2 separate regions of the Xenopus laevis genome follow, and region 2 is linked to region 1. The links are chromatin contacts, called in public Hi-C maps. All regions are on one chromosome and are shown on one strand. The core of a region is the stretch at or near the end of the contact, and the rest is flanking DNA. Distances in the headings are between cores, read along the strand shown. Region 1 holds the start of astl2f.S (embryonic protein UVS.2-like). Region 2 overlaps ccnd1.S (cyclin D1 S homeolog).

Region 1 (5,549 bases), core at 1,719-4,218:
CAATATATTACATAGCAGAGTTTCTTTGCCTGACCTTTCCCCTTACAAAAAACACATAAATTCTAATGATCTAAGGGATAGTAATTGTGCACCCCCTGCACATCATTGATATCAACATGTCAGTACTTGAGTCTACAGTACATAGTGTAATTAACATATATATACTTACTAAACACAGGGGATATTGTATATGGGACATTGACCAGCCCACTACTGGATTTTGGCCACAGGCATTTTGTACAGTTTGTGGCACTGCGCCCCAGTTTTTGGAATATATCTCCATACTCTATTGGCATGTTGGCACCTGTTGGATAAGAAATAAACATACATGTGTACAGTTCCCTTGATTATTACAGGAAAACCATTTGTTCTTTTGGTGGGTCAACAGAAGTTCCTAGCTATGATGGATATGATACGTCATTGTGCAGCACTTTAGGCATTTGACACATGACTCCTTAAAAATGGATGTTGCCTTAAAGAGTTCAGGGTTTTTTTATGGCTGTGGCATCTACACACTGTCTTATTTCCCTTGTCTACCCGCTAAAAGTACATCTCTTGAATTAGACACTTCTGACTTCTAGTGGCCATGGATGTATACAAAGGAGGACATTTTTTGGTGCAAAATATTTTTTAAGGCAGGGTTGGGTAGAATGGGTGTGTTTGCCTTGGGTCTCTAACATAAGGGGACCCTTGGGGTCAGGTCCGGACTGAGAATTAAAATAGGCCCTAGCATTTCAGGTACACAGAGGCCCAATCAGCCACATAGAGGCCCAAACAGCTCCACCAGCCCACTAAATACTGATTTTCTATGGGACCTTATAGCAGCCCCTCTGGCATTTGCCAGAACCCACAGATTGCCAGTCCGGGCCTGCTTGGGGTGGAAGAACATAGATAAAAGCATGAAGGACATTCCCATGCCCACAGTGCCTTGGTAGCAGACTGGCCCCTATCACCATGGCCCCAGTGCAGATATAGAACCCACTATAGATATAGAACTTATTTTTGCCCTTTGTTACCTTCATTGGCTTGTAGAATCTCACTTAAGATGTCCAGTGGATCACTGCTGCCTTCTTCCTTCTGACCTTCTAGAAGCTTGAGAGATGCTAAGGTCCTTTTCATTTCTTGTAATTCTGCAAAAGCCATAAACAGATACAGACAATCCTAAATGTGTTATTCCAACAAGGACTCAGAATTTAGGGCCCCCCAAGATTCCCTCATCCAAGGTTCCTCTTTACATGCAACAGACTAAATGCTGATTTGTTACAAGGGTGGTTTAGTAGACCTAGAATTCTAAATGTGAAAATGGCTAGTATTATTGTGTAATAACAAATGCCCCATGCCCCAACCATCTCATATTTACCTTTCTCCATATTGAGAAGAGATTTAGAATGATCATTTCCCAAATTATCCTGGAATTCTGAAAAAAAAGATCAGAGGGGTGGGGATAGAACAGTGTCATTCATTGCAGCCTTTAGCCTACAAGTGATGTTTTTTGAGAGGTACAACATGCAGCTTACAAATGCATATCTCCCAACATTTTGGAAATAGAAAGAGGGACAAAAAAGACTTGCTGAGCAGAGCGCAGTGAATTTTTTGCCATGCTCATTTTGTGACCACACCCCCTAATTACCATGTCCATTTTACAAAATTTGGCAGGTTATGAAAGTTTGAACATATTTCTGTGGTTTTTATGTTTTGCTAATAAAGGTGAATTGCTTTCAAGGGCTCTTACTGACGAGCGGTTGAAGCTGCGCTCCCCACACAGGCGCGTGTAGGCGCCGAACGCAGGAAAAATGCAGCATGTTGCGTCCCAACCTGCGTTCGGCGCCTACACGCTCCTGTGTGAGTACAGCCCCATTGAAAAAAACTTAATGCGTCTATTCCTGTGCTCCCCTGCGGCTGAACGCACAAAAACGGTACGCAGGGGATTGCAGCTTCAACCGCTCGTCAGTAAGAGCCCTTAAGCTGTGAGTCTAAGTTCTCCCAAGAGACCTGCTAATCTTACATTGTTACAAAAGTTTCAAAGTATCTATTCTGGGCTCTCTGCCAAAAGCTAATTAAGTCAGAAACTTTGTATCTCTTTTTGGCTGTTCAGTGCAGGAGATCAAAGATAAAGTCGGGATATTTCTGTAACAAACACGGGACTGCGGGTTGAGCTGTCAAAATCAGGACTGTCCTACGAAAAATGGGACAGTTGGGAGGTATGCAAGTGTACCTATATATAATGCCCGAAGCCAATGTTCATTGTGAACCACCAACAGGTTGGCCTTACCCAGGTTTCCTAGTTAGGCATATGGGAACAGGCAGGTGTAACTAGTATTTTAATCCTAAATGTTTCCATGGCCCAATGTCTGAGCCCCAACCTGTAGCCTCTGTCTCTGGTCCCCACCCCTGAGCAGCCACAGCAACCCGATTGGCCATGTTTCCTGATAATCAATCAATCAGGTCGATGACTGGCAGAGATCTGGAAACTGAATGATTTTACCCTCAGTCTACACTGCAAACACACAAAGAAAATAAAAAAGGAAGAAATCCTCAATGCAGAGTTTATGGTAATCAGTATGGCAGCTCCTATGGACTTGCACAAATGCCAGTGTACACAGAAGGGACAGCTAGTGCGGGCAATAAGCTATAATTACTGTAGGAATGCTCAGCGGCAGTGGCATAACTAGTTGTTACTGGGCCCCATAGCAAATTCAATTTAGGGCCCCAAAATATTTATAAGTTGGCCTATTTTACCAAGATATATTAAAATTGCTAATTAATTAGGGTCTCACTGGGCCCCCTACACTCCTGGGCCCCCCTGCAACCGCAGGGTCTGCTTCCTCTATAGTTACGCCCCTGCTCAGCGGCTGACTCCTATACAGCCATGTCATTTTAAAGGAAAAGCTACCTTTTCATGAAGCCCAATTTCATAAAGTCTATGTGACACTTTTACACTTACCATTACCGATATTGATGCGGCCGTCAGTGATCTATAACAATGAACAAAGACAAATGTCAGTTATACCTTTGTTGTGCTATTATCATCTTTTACATATATATGGGATCCGTTTTACGGACACCAGCTATCCAGAACATTACTTAAAGGCTGTCTCCCATAGACATCATTTTATCCAAATAATCCGAATTTTCAAAAATGACTTCCTTTTTCACTGTAATAATGAAACAGTGCAGGTATGGGACCTGTTATTCAGAATCTTTCCGTAATTTAGATCTTCACAACGTAAGTCTACTAAGAAATTACTTAAACATTAAATAAAGCCAATAGGCTGGTTTTGCTTCCAATAAGGATTAATTATATCTTAGTTTGTATCAGGTACAAGCTGATGATTCATTATTACAGAGAGAAAGGGAAAAAATGCTTTCTGGATAACGGGTTTCCACATAACGGATCCCATTCCTGGTCCTTGTACTTGATTCAAACTAAGATATAATTAATCCTTATTGGAAGCAATCCCAGCCTATCGGGTTTATTTAATGTTTACATTGTTTTCTAGTAGACTTAAGGTATGAAGATCCAAATTATGGAAAGCTCCGTTATCCAGAAAGGCCCAGGTCCCGAGCATTCTAGATAACAGGTCCCATACATGTACTGTATTTCCCCCATGTGCAGATACTAAGCCAGTCTTACCCAATGTACAATATACTTGCCAGAAAGCTGTGTACTTACCTCCAGAGGTACTGCTGCAGCCGCCTGCAATATACATAGTAAGGCCACCAGTTTGGCTGTGCCGCCCATGTCTGTTTGTGCAGTGTCTGTCTATGCCCTAAAAACCCCGTAAATCCTTCTTTTTAAACAGTAAGAATGGGGGCCACAAAGGACACACCCGTGGAAAAAAAAAGCCAATTTCAGCATGAAGTCATGGATATCTAGGGTGACCAATGTTAACATGATAATGACTGTCATTACACTGTGCCAGTCCAACTGTACAGGAGGTGCCTGGGAATATTCCAGCATTAGACTATCCTTCAACTGTGTCCTCCTGTCCCAAGTGTGATGCAAACATGATGGCAAAGAAGGCACCAGAGATTATGGATAGAGAGCCTTGTGGCTCATTCATGGTGCCCTCACAGACACAGGGCTCCTGACACTGGAGGAGAGGCTGTAATGAGAGTCCTGTCCAGGGTTTGGTCCTAGTGGGGAGCACAATGAAAGTCACCAATAGACCTTGGTTATTGGCCCACTGACCTCCTGGGCTCCCTGTTTCTTGGCTACAATTGGCTGCCCCTTGTTGATTAAGCAATTGAAGGTCTGGGTGGGCAGTAGGCAAATCCCTCCACTGGTGCTAGGGGGGGCCCTTCACTAGTGAGGAAAAGAGGCACATGATCTTCTGGCCAAAGGATACAACTAAATGGAGCCTGAGATAGCACCCCTTTGCAAACCTGGGGTGCTTGATTTCCCTGTGAGACTGGACACAATGGAGCAGGCACTTTTGCACACTTGAACACTTTTCTGTGCACCATGCTTTTTTACCCCCAGCCTTTTGGTCTGGTGATGAACAAATGTTTACATTCTAGCCAATCGGCTGGGGATGCACACAACCACTTTTTTATAAGCTATTAGCTATTTTTTTTCCCTCCATACTTTTAAGCACTTTTTGGAGCAATAAATCCCTTGGGCTACGCAATGATCTAGGATGGAGATGTGCGGCCATTAGGCTCCTTCTCCCCTGAACCTGACCCTTCCATGGGCACTCTTTAGAGGTCCATTTATATCCCTTGACCCCTTGTAAGCCTTTGGGCTGAAGGGGAAGGGACAAAGGGACCACCCTAGCCTAGCCACAAAGGTGGACTGAAAACCCTTCTTCCCTGTGGGCCTTTTGGCTGGGAAGGCCGGATATAAAGGGACCCGTCCTAGTCTTCGGAAACAGGTCTGAAGAAACTCAGGAGACATCAACACCTTTTGGCCAGGGATATCAAGGGACCTGCCCTAGTCTTCGGGTGAAGCAGGTCTGAAAAAACTCAGGAGAACTTTGCAACTTTTGGCCGGGTGACCCAGGAGTTTTTATGGAAGTAACTGCACCATTTTGTACATTTTTGCACTTGCAAGCACACTGGCTGAAAAACTAAAGTTGGCTAAATACTTTAGTCTGGACTGGGATTCAAAACAGGCCCTGGAATTCCCATTTCACAGAGGCCCAAGCAGCCCCCTCACCAACCCAATAATGAGTGTCTATGGCGGAAAGAAGCAATTCGATGTGGTGTACTAATTTTCAAAAACATTTTTTTTTGTAACCCCCAACTACCCCATTTGACATTTCCCCAGTCAGTGGTAGACTAGGGGCCTTAGTCTAAAAATATTGTGGGTCCTTATTTTACAGAAAAATCCTTACTATGTAATTAATTACCAGAATTGGGCCCAGTTGCACCTGTTGCACTCCCGACCCTCCTTCCGCTGCCTCTGCCTGCAGGCCGGACTGAGAGGAGTTCCATTATCCACCCTCGGTGTGTCCCTGATATGATTAGTTGTGCTTGGTTTGTACAATGGGAGCTTCCACCCTGCACATGAGTTTATTAGGATTATACAGGTGCATGACAGGTGTGTG
Region 2 (5,549 bases), core at 986-3,485, 240 kb after region 1:
AGAGCATTACCAGGTCACTTTGAAACGCCGCACAAATGGAATTCTTTTGTGCACGGAAGCGAAAATCAGTTGATTGTGTTACATGAAAAGGCGTAATGACTTCTACTGTACCCGGAGCGGAGGCACAGGCAGGGGAGGGAGGCACTGTGACCAATTCTTTCATTTCTGGCATACAGAAGCTGCTCCTGTTTCTGGAGGTTTCAGGCACCATGTAAGAGAAGAGTCTCATAAGCCTTCACGCTCCTGTAGAAGGCTAATAAAGTTGAAACGTTGGTGGACCCTCTGAAGCTTGTGCTTTCTAAGAAATAATATGCATGATAGCATTTTAAAGTTGCTCTCATGGCAAGCATATGGCAGTTCCCACTAGAAATATGTTATATCACCATGTGTAAAGTACCTTTAATGCTGTGCCCCTTAATCTTATATGCTCCTCTTGTATTCCTACCCTGCAGATGTAAAGTTTATCTCCAATCCACCCTCCATGATCGCCGCCGGCAGTGTTGCAGCAGCTGTTCAGGGACTAAATTTGGGAAACGCAGATGGTGTCTTCTCCACCCAACGCCTCACACTTTTCCTATCACAGGTCATCAAATGTGACCCGGTAAGTTGCACGGCCCAATCATTGCTGCTCAGCTTGAGTTTGGTCCTTATGGATTTGCTTTGTAGTGCTGAAAAAATTGTGTTGCTCAAAAAATTGTGCCACCTGCTAAAGTTTGGTTGGACTTTCGGTGTGCTAATGTTTTAATGCAGTGGGCCACCAGGGAAGGGCTCAACCTGAAGGCCTGTTAGTGTAAAAAAACAGCAGACTGGACATTTTGTCTTCTAGATAAACCTGAAAGCCTGACTTGAAGGTCACTTTAGGGTGACTATGTTTATGCTGCCCTAGATATTCTTGAATCTATGACAACATTTAATTATTTTCCTATATCTGTACTAATTTAATGCACTAAGGGGGGGTCCTGGCCTAAGGTTGGGTCTTCTAGTTGACTATTCTTGCTCTGGAATGAGCGGTTTGGTGGCACTTAGCAAGTAATGAATGCCACAGTATGCGAGAAACAAAGGCCAAGTTAAAAAGAAAACAGTATCTGGAAAGATCTCATCAAACAGAGACCTTCTGGCTTCTTCTGACCTTGGTTTATAAAGGCTACTAGGATCTTCATTGTCCTGCCCAGTGTGATGGACTTTTATGAAGCCATCCTTTAATGATCTCCTGTGCTTTTACAGTAGCTGGTATTCTAACTGGGTGGTTTACTCTCCCTCACACCCCTATCAATCTTCAGCGCCCTTTTAGTAGATGCACCTCAGTAATTTGGGAGCAATAAACCTTTTCCTGGCAATGAAAGCGATCAGGAAGAATAGGACAAGCAATAGTAGTGGTCAATGATCCATATCCCAAAGCTGTGAAGTTGGGGCGGCTTCGAGCTTTGTTCTGGAACAATGTCTTCAGTCCACTACAGAAGAATGCTTTAAAACAGTCCTTGTTAGGTTCACAGACGGGTGGTTAATGGAGCTAGCCCCTCAACAGTGTTTATTGAGCTGCACTTAAAGCTTGAAGGTAGAGATGTTTGAAGACCAGAGAAAGAAGAGCATTCAGAAGCCCCTTCTCCCCCCAGACCCAGTCCAGGGCCCTACAGGGTTAGTTTATAAATGGAATATAAAGACGTGGAATGTTTTCTTTGTTGTGCTCTAGACATTTGCTGTTTCTTTGAGGCATGTAGCACTACCTTTTTAGAAATTAGGTTTATTTTATCCTTATGTATAGTCTTTAGAATTTCCTTTGCTCAGTCAATATATTGCCTTTCCTCGTTGTCAGCTCCCATTGTTCCTTTATTGTTAAGATGAGAAATATATATACATATATAAACTCAAGCAAATATAAACCTGTATTTCTAGTAGTGCCACTACCAGTAGTATACAATGTGTCTATCACTGTTGAGTGTTAGGTAGCCAGTCTACTTTAATTTCTGTTGTTCCCTTTGTTTACTAGAAACAGTACAAATGTCCCTCCTAAAATCGACTAAAATCTACCGTAGCCGTCCTGTTGTGTAATATTCCCCTATTTTTGGATATCATGGGGTCTGACCTTAATGTGGTCAATAAAAAAGGAGCAAGTGCCTGCTCTTGGCCTCTATCAGGAGCACCATTGTGCAGGAAAATTGAGGGCACTTTCATAGGACCAGGGCGACAGGGCACCCTAGGCACCCCGGTTGGCTACCCTTCCCCCTCCCATTTGTGCGCATGCGCAATAATAGAAGGGGAGGGAGGGGAGAGCAACAAAGGGGCGGGAGGAAGGTAGGGGCAAGGGACAGAGGGAGGGAGGGGAGAGTGATAAAGGGGAGGCGAGAGCAGCAGGGGAGCAAACCTGGACTAGGAGTAGTTACCTGCCCAGCGTCCGCCACATAGTTGCGCCCTAGGCAGGTTCCTCTTCTGCCTACCTCTAATTCCGGCCCTACATAGGACTTGTATCTTTTGGAAAATTACATAGCACCCAGTATACTGTATGAATCTCTGACTCCTGCCCAGGCTTCTCATGGGTTTGTTGGTCTGCGTTGGTGTGAAGACCATTATTCAGCAGCTCTGAACCTGTAAACTAGAGCCCTTAGATGTATTAAATAAACTACGCAGTGGAAAACGCCAGTCACCATAGATCACTGTGATCAGCATTTCTTGGGCGCGTAAATATCAGTAAGAATGTTCTGTATTTATGTTGGAGCTCAGAGAAGTGTATGGGTCTACTTCTGCTTGAAAATGTCAGCTATGAGTTGTATAAATTCAGTGTATTATTGCATTTGTATTAACAGTGTGCATTTAAAGGACCACTCCATGGTCTTTTAAATGTCAGGGAAAAAAGACTTAGTGGACCTACATTATACGTTTCACGTTTTGTGTTTTACACCCTTTTACCATTGGTTGAACTGACCCCAAGTCAGCTATTATTTGCTGAATGCATGCTGGCTTTTGTATGATATGTGCCACATCTGGGTTATTAGCGACACTTCCTGTTGTCATTGAAAAGTGATTCAAAGTGTTTCGGATTTTGGGGGATTTTTTTTAGACTTAAAGGGATACTGTCATGGGAAAAAAGTTTTTTTCAAAATGAATCAGTTAATAGTGCTGCTCCAGCAGAATTCTGCACTGAAATCCATTTCTCAAAAGAGCAAACAGATTTTTTTATATTCAATTTTGAAATCTGACATGGGGCTAGACATTTTGTCAATTTCCCAGCTGCCCCTGGTCATGTGACTTGTGCCTGCACTTTAGGAGAGAAATGCTTTCTGGCAGGCTGCTGTTTTTCCTTCTCAATGTAACTGAATGTGTCTCAGTGGGACATGGGTTTTTACTATTAAGTGCTATTCTTAGATCTACCAGGCAGCTGTTTTCTTGTGTTAGGGAGCTGTTATCTGGTTACCTTCCCATTGTTCTTTTGTTTGGCTGCTGGGGAGGAAAGGGAGGGGGTGATATCACTCCAACTTGCAGTACAGCAGTAAAGAGTGATTGAAGTTTATCAGAGCACAAGTCACATGACTCGGGCAGCTGGGAAATTGACAATATGTCTAGCCCCATGTCAAATTTCAAAATTGAATATAAAAAAATCTGTTTGCTCTTTTGAGAAATGGATTTCAGTGCAGAATTCTGCTGGAACAGCACTATTAACTGATTTATTTTGAAAAAAAATTTTTTCCCCATGACAGTATCCCTTTAAGTGCTATCAGGACAAATATAGGTGAGGGATGATCCGCCAGGCATGCCCTTAGCCTAAATATGTATTTTATTGGCCTAAATCATGCATGCAAATGTCCTAACAGTTGGCGTTCTCTTCCCATTAGGACTGTTTACGGGCGTGCCAAGAACAGATTGAGTCCCTCCTAGAGTCCAGTTTGCGCCAAGCACAACAGCAACACAACACTTCCTCAGACACAAAAAACATGGAAGAAGAGGTGGATATCTCCTGCACCCCGACCGATGTCCGAGACGTCAATATCTGACATGGAACTGCTCACAGACGTTTTATTTTGCTCGTACATATATATATATATATATATATATATATATATATATATATATATATATATATAAAGCTTTGGAGTGTGTTGGGATAGAACTTGCGGAAGAGAACAAGGCCACGCCTTCCGGACACTTGTCACTTGCCAGGAGGAAATTCTGCTTCGTGTGTCCCCGTTCATCTCTAAAAGAAAAAAAAAATACAAATAATTCCCAAAAACTTTTCGTACAACAAAAAAAAAAAAAGAGGAAAAAAAAATAGTATTTGTATAAACCCTCTATAGGTTTGTGCTACAAAAAAGATAATTTTTATAAGACAATAATCATTTAGTTTTATATTAAAGTGTTTGTGTCTGTATGTTATAAAAATAGGCATTAACACAAGAGAATTGTCTCCAGGGGAGGTACTAGTTTGTTTGTTTTTTTTCCATTTCTTACATGTATACAGCCATTTTTAACGTAGAAGAGGTTTCTAGATAGATTTTTTTTTTGTAAAAAAAAAAAAAAGGAAATTACAAAAATGTCCTTTATTTTCTTAAAAAGAAAAAAAGCAACTAAAAAAAAAACAACAACCAAACTTTCCTTCCATGCAGTTCAGGCTTCTTCGTATCCTGCTTGCTATTGCATGTAGTCACTTTATATATTCGAAATTCCTTTATAGTTTGTCACGCCTCTTCGCCTTATCAATGGTTGGTGTACTCCGTACAATAGCGTATTGTAGTATAGCGCATCACTATATATGAATATGGTCCGCGGATTTGCCCGCCGGCTTAGAGGGGGAGAACCGGCTTTCGTATCGCCTGAGATTAGTTTACTGCCTCTATTATACTCTATTATAAAGAGATACAGACATAGTGAACATAATATATATTTTTATAATCATGTTTTTTTCTCTAGCTGCCTTTATATAACATGCTGGAAACCCCCCCGATGACTTCTAAGCCCGGCGATGGTCGGTTCATATCCGCGACTTTTTTTGTTTTCCTTTATTCTACAACCGTTCCATTTCAAAGCACTTTGGGTCCATTATAGCTAATATGTTATTTTGTGTGGGAATCAACAAAAAATGGAATGGTTTAGAATTTTTTTTTTATTTAAATTTTTTGGTGCTTGTTTGCAACTAGCAATTCAAGATTTTTTTTGTTTTGTTTTTTAAAATATGGTGTTAGGGGTGAAAAAAAGTGGTTAGAAAATTTGCATTTACACAACCCAAATCCGTTTCTGTGTATTTTTTTTTTTTTTTTTCATTTATTCATAGAAAATGTTTAGAATTGCTATGGTGCTGTGTATGGCTTTAAGTGTTGACATAAAGGGCGAGTAGTCTAGTAGGTTTTTTTAAAAAAGCTTTATCTCAAGCTTTTTTTTTTAACACTAAACTATATAATTTATAGCTAAGGCTGATATTTATTACAGAAGATCCTCAAAAAGGCCAGTATAATTTGTAAAATGCAATTTTCCTCCCCCTTTGACTTGTCCATCTCGAAGACAAAATGCCCTGACCATCGGAAACGTGAGTGTGGTGTACTTGATATTGTTAGAATCTCAGT

What was found. Hi-C and Micro-C count contacts between places; a contact is called where the count stands out from the background.
Region 2: a Hi-C map of the XL177 cell line shows a contact between it and region 1, with 2.8 times the contacts expected there. The contact joins the enhancer-like site here to the promoter of astl2f.S in region 1. A contact is called at or near these places in 2 of 4 Hi-C or Micro-C datasets (the XL177 cell line and the XTC cell line).

What each region holds. Positions count from the first base shown.
Region 1 is chr4S:13,269,083-13,274,631 of Xenopus_laevis_v10.1, forward strand. astl2f.S (embryonic protein UVS.2-like) reads right to left here and starts at 2,969. Exons shown (of 12, transcript XM_018260200.2): 1 at 2,945-2,969; 2 at 1,361-1,417; 3 at 1,017-1,130; 4 at 170-304. The coding sequence starts at 1,370.
Region 2 is chr4S:13,510,531-13,516,079 of Xenopus_laevis_v10.1, forward strand. It overlaps ccnd1.S (cyclin D1 S homeolog), which reads left to right. Exons shown (of 5, transcript NM_001086005.1): 4 at 453-601; 5 at 3,828-4,248. The coding sequence ends at 3,986. It overlaps LOC108715237 (a long non-coding RNA gene), which reads right to left. Exons shown (of 7, transcript XR_005960801.1): 7 at 4,105-4,186. Among protein-coding and RNA genes, the nearest start is that of ccnd1.S, 13 kb to the left of the region's middle. Within about 2 kb of position 2,236, at least 2 of the 7 cell types and tissues checked have an H3K27ac peak or open chromatin away from gene starts, as enhancers often do.